2 separate regions of the Sus scrofa genome follow, and region 1 is linked to region 2. The links are chromatin contacts, called in public Hi-C maps. All regions are on one chromosome and are shown on one strand. Each heading gives the region's core, a stretch centred on a gene start, on an enhancer-like site or on the middle of the called end of the contact. The rest is flanking DNA. Distances are from core to core; before and after follow the strand shown.

Region 1 (2,700 bases), core at 199-2,698, 84 kb after region 2:
ATGTAGCATTTTGCCCTCCTGAGAGCCGGGAGCGTGTCTTCTGTGACTCCCTGAACGCCGTGTGTAGTGCTTATGCAAAGCAAGTTCTCACTTGAGTGTTTTAAATGAATAACTGCTTTTTTGTTTATCATTTTCTCATAAACTCTCCTGTGCTCTTAAAAATACTATACACTCCTGGAGTTCCTGCTGTGGCTCCGTAATAGCGAACCTGACTAGTATCCATGAGAACTCGGGTTCGATCCCTGGCTTCACTCAGTGGGTCAGGGATCCGGCATTGCATGAGCTGTGGTGTAGATTGAAGACGTGGCTCAGATCTGGCATTGCTGTGGCTGTGGTGTAGGCCGGCAGCTGTAGCTCTGATTGGAGCCCTAGCCTGGGAACTTCCATATGCCCTGGGTGCAGCCCTTAAAAAAAAAAAAAAAAAAAAAAAACACCCTCGAATTTCTTCCTACTTAGGTCACCATTGTCTTCTTTGCATCACGAGTAGTATCTGTTGAATGAATAATTGTCGTCATTCAACCATGGTTGAATAGTTATTTAGCACTTGAAAATATGCCCCCTGGATGCAGACTTCAGCCCTCCGTGTGCTAGTCTGGTGACATTGGTTAAGTTATTTAATCTCTTTTAGCATTTTTTTCGTCTGTAAAGTAGGGGTAATTACGCATACTTTGTCGGATCTTTGTAAAGATGAAACGTGACTAGATAGGTAAAACGTTTAGAGTATGAAACCCAGGAGCCCTTGCTCAGGGAGTGTGGTATTTTGATTACCGCCTGGCATACTCCATGGGCGCTTTTCCTGCATTCTTTCCCTCTGCTCTCCCAGCTGCAGATCTCGTGAAAAGTATTCCTGTGGAGGAGTTCCCGTCTTGGCGCAGTGGAGATGAATCCAACTAAGAACCATGAGGTTGTGGGTTCGATCCCTGCCCTCACGCAGTGGGTCAAGGATCCAGCGTGGCCGTGAGCTGTGGTGTAGGTCGCAGATGAGGTTCGGATCTGGCGCTGCTATGGCTGTGGTGTAGGCCGGCAGCTGCAGCTCCTATTAGACCCCTAGGCTGGGAACCTCCAAATGCCACAGACGCAGCCCTAAAAAGACAAAAAAAAAAAAAAAAAAAAAGCATTACTGTGGCAGGCAGAGGACCCTGACCTGGAGCACCCACCTTGCATCTGGCGCTGGGGCAGCTTCCCAATCTCACCAGTTAGGTTTTATTTATTAACCTTTCGTGATAAATCCGTGAGGCATAGAGTTACTCCCATTTTACAGAAAGGGAGATTGAGGCCCAGCGATGAGCAGATTTGCCTGTGGCTGTATTTACAAGCCAGCCGGCCACAGTCTGCTGACCTCAGTGAGGCCTTGCTCACTCCCGCCACCACGCTTTACTTCCCTTTTGAGGGTCTGCCCTGGTCCATGCTTTTTGCTTATCTCAGGCTGTCCTAACCTCATTGCCTCACGTGAGGGAAGATGAAGAAATATGTAAGTCCAGGAAGCGGTGATGGGACCTGCCCCAGGGACCGAGCCTGGTAATTGGCAGCGCTGGAATTAATTTGCATTAGACTCTGAAGCTCCTGTGTAGTGAAAATCTGCCAGGAAGAAAGGGAACTGTCATCCCAGTGCCCTTATGATCAGCAGTCCAAACCAGGGACGAAGTTCAGGGTTCTGAACTGTGGCGAGTTTTGAAAAGTGCCTCTTGAAAGGTCTGGGAGGCTCCTGTGTTTTTTTTTTTTTTGGTCTTTTCTTGGGCTGCTCCTGCGGCATAGGGAGGTTCCCAGGCTAGGGGTCAAACTGGAGCTATAGCCACCCGCCTACACCAGGGCCACAGCAACGCAGGATCTGAGCCGCGTCTGTGACTTACACCACAGCTCACGGCAACGCCGGATCCTTAGCCCACTGAGCAAGGCCAGAGATCGAACCCGCAACCTCATTGTTCCTAGTCGGATTCATTAACCACTGAGCCACGATGGGAACTCCGAGGTTGCTGCTTTTAGGTCTCCTGCTTAGCATAGAGCCAGGCACATAATAAAGGCTCAATAAATTGTCGTTCTCTGTATTCATTTTCCTATTGAGGAAGCATTGATTTCACAGCTCAAGTCGAGAACCCTCTGTTTGCTTGTTGAGGTTCTAACTTCTTTCCTGGTCTGAACCTATTAAATCTCTTCCCCTAAAAAAAAAAAAAAAAAAGAAGGAAAGAAAAGAAAGAAAGTTCTGGGAGGGACTTTTCCAGAACGTTTTCTCCGCTCTGGCTTGATACTTTGGCACATCGAGTCTTTTTGATGGAGCAGCAAGTGTACATAGAAGCAATTTTGTAAGACAGACCCAGTGTCACCCTGTTACATAACTTCACAGTCAACATTTTCTGTCCCAAATCGAATCAGTTTGTCATCTGTAAAACAGGTTATCATTAAAATCCAATCTTGGTATGATTTTCTAGTTTGCAAGAGACGCTCTGATTCTGGGTTATTCCATGTAATAGTTGCAAAAACTTTCACTGGTTTTGAAAATTTAAAGCGTGAGGAAAATTAGCCATGTTTAAACAATTGATGGTGCATTGATAATTTGTTTTAGTTTTCACCTTAGGAGGAGTAGTCTTTTATAATTGGAAGTTTCTCAGCCTCACTCTCTAGGAAGCAACTGAGTAGGTCCTTAAATATTTAAATGTGTAATCAGGCATTTTAAACATGAAAGATGGCACCCTTTTTATGAAA
Region 2 (2,700 bases), core at 10-2,509:
GCCCCCGCATTTAACAAGGCTCTGCGTACCAAGCAGAAGCACTTCTTACTACAGAAATGCTGGTTTAAGAACAAAAGTCTGTCTTGCACAGAAACGGATCACAGACATGGAGAGCAGACGTGTGTGTGGTGGTCGAGGGGGACGAGGGACGGAGCGGGAAGCACGGGGAGTTTGGGGTTGGTCGATGCCAACGATTCCATTTGCACTGGATGGGCATAATGGGAAAAATAAAAATCATTAAAGTGAGAGAAAAATGGCTGGGCAACGGGGTCCTGCTGCACAGCACACGGAACTATATTCGATCACTTGTGATAGAACATGATGGAGGATGATACGGAAAAAGAACGGCTATGTGTGTAAGACAGTCACTTTGCTGTGCGGCGGAAACGGGCACAACACTGTAAATCAGCTATACTTCAATTTAAAAAATAGAAAAGGGGAGTTCCTGTCGTGGCGCAGTGGTTAACGAATCCGACTAGGAACCATGAGGTTGCGGGTTCGGTCCCTGCCCTTGCTCAGTGGGTTAACGATCCGGCGTTGCCGTGAGCTGTGGTGTAGGTTGCAGACGCGGCTTGGATCCCGCGTTGCTGTGGCTCTGGCGTAGGCCGGTGGCCACAGCTCCGATTCGACCCCTAGCCTGGGAACCTCCATATGCCGCGGGAGCGGCCCAAGAAATAGCAACAACAACAACAACAACAACAGAAAAAAAAAAGACAAAAAAAAAATAAAAAAAAAAATAGAAAAGGGAGTTCCTGTTACGGCCCAGTGATAATGACCCCGATGAGTATCCATGAGGATGCGGGATCGATCCCTGGCCTCACTCAGTGGGTTAAGGATCCGGCGTTGCTGTGAGCTGTGGTGTAGGCTGTCGGCTATAGCTTTGATTCGACCCCTAGCCTGGGAACTTCCATATGCTGCAGATGCAGCCCTAAAAAGACAATCAATCAATCAATCAATCAATACATACATAGAAAGGCTAAGAAAAAAATAAAATGTATTTTCACATTACAGAAAAAAACAACCAACAAAACTGTTCAATAAGATCTGGAATTCCCTTTCACTGATTTCCGGTCAGTCCTATCTTGGTCTCTGGGTCGGAACTAACATCTCATTAGAGTGGACAGACAGCAGGGTTTGTGGTCAGTCTCCTGCCTCAGGAAAGCTTTCCTGGAACACAGCCAGGCCCCGTGCAGGTAGCTGCTGGGACAGGGGAGTGTTGGCAGGGCTCTCCAGACCTTGGCCCTAACCCACCCTGAGTCTACACCCTGTGACGTGTGTCTCTCCTGAATGCCTGGTAAAACCGTATAATGTCTGAGTGCTCTTGGCAGATGCTGTTCTAAGCACTTTTCATTTTGTTTTGTTTCTTGTTTGTCTGTTTAGGGCTGTACCCGCGGCATATGGAGGTTCCCAGGCTAGAGGTCGAATCGGAGCTGTACCTGCCAGCCTACACCACAGCCACAACAACGTGGGATCCGCATCTGTGACCTATACCACAGCTCAGGGTAACACTGGATCCGTGACCCACTGAGCGAGGCCAGGGATCGAACCTGCATCCTCATGGATACGCGTCAGATTCATTTCCTCTGAGCCACGACAGGAACTCATCACGGTTTTCTATTTTTTCTAAGCACATTTTGTTGTCACACGCTCATAAGGAATGTGGGAGGTAGATCCTATTAGCATCTCTGCCCATTTCACATTCAGCCGAGGTTAAATAATTCTCGCAAAGCTGGTCAGGTAGTGCGGAGAGGAGCCAGGATTTGCAGCTAAGCAGCCTGATCCAGGCAACCCCGCCCTTCATCTCTGCACCACGCCACCCCGACCTTTGTCCTAAAGGACAAACAATTCCCTTGTGCCAAGTGGATCGCTGCAGGGGAATCTGAGCTCTTACAAGGCTCAGTGCTAAAGAGAGTGTGAGCTTTATTTCTGCTGACACCCAAATATTTCTGCGTGTGGGTCGGATCAGATCCACAGCCACTGGCCTACGCCGCAGCCACAGCAATGCCAGGTCCAAGCCACATCTTCAACTTACACCTCAGCTTGCAGCAACGCCAGATCATTAAACTCACTGAGTGAGGCCAGGGATCGAACCCACATCCTCATGGATACTAGTTGGGTTCCTAACCTGTTGAGCTGCAACTGGAACTCCCCAATCCAACTCTTTTTTTTTTTTTTTTTTTTTTTTTTTTTTGCTTTTTGCTTTTATAGGGCCACATGTGCAGCATTTGGAGGTTCCCAGGCTAGGGGTCGAATCAGAGCTTTGCTGCTGATACACTAGAGCCACAGCAACACGGTATCTGAATCTCATCTGTGACCTACACCACAGCTCACAGCAATGCCAGATCCCTAACCCCCTAACCTACTGAGCAAAGCCAGGGATTGAACTCACTTCCTCATGAATACTAGTTGGGTTCATTACTGCTGAGCCACAATGGGAACTCTCAATCCACCTTTTGATTACCCACCATCTCAAGGTATGGTCCTGGGAGTGTTAGGGAGAAAAAAAAAAAAAATCTCTCCAGGCCTCAATTTCCCAATCCAGAAGATGGGTACAAACACCCCACTTGTCTACAATACTCAGGGAACCTAGATTATCAAAATCCAGGAAAACCAGATCGAGTGTGCTTGAGACTTAGCGTGGTCCTCCCACTACCCGGAGGAGCTCCAAGCTGGATGCGGAGGCACACGCAGCACCTGGAC

The links. Hi-C and Micro-C count contacts between places; a contact is called where the count stands out from the background.
Region 1: a contact with region 2 is called in a Hi-C map of liver, with 3 times the contacts expected there. The contact joins two enhancer-like sites. A contact is called at or near these places in 5 of 5 promoter capture datasets (fetal liver, fetal skeletal muscle, liver and 1 more), 25 of 47 Hi-C or Micro-C datasets (adipose tissue, alveolar macrophages, blood and 12 more) and 2 of 2 datasets of contacts at active chromatin or transcription factors (alveolar macrophages and skeletal muscle).

Annotation. Positions count from the first base shown.
Region 1 is chr7:116,791,068-116,793,767 of Sscrofa11.1, forward strand. The region is part of intron 1 of GLRX5 (glutaredoxin-related protein 5, mitochondrial); the gene reads left to right. Among named protein-coding and RNA genes, the nearest start is that of GLRX5, 5.1 kb to the left of the region's middle. Within about 2 kb of position 1,449, at least 2 of the 83 cell types and tissues checked have an H3K27ac peak or open chromatin away from gene starts, as enhancers often do. A contact at or near this core is called in liver, where this site is marked.
Region 2 is chr7:116,706,837-116,709,536 of Sscrofa11.1, forward strand. The region is part of intron 8 of SYNE3 (nesprin-3); the gene reads right to left. Among named protein-coding and RNA genes, the nearest start is that of SYNE3, 62 kb to the right of the region's middle. Within about 2 kb of position 1,260, at least 4 of the 83 cell types and tissues checked have an H3K27ac peak or open chromatin away from gene starts, as enhancers often do. A contact at or near this core is called in liver, where this site is marked.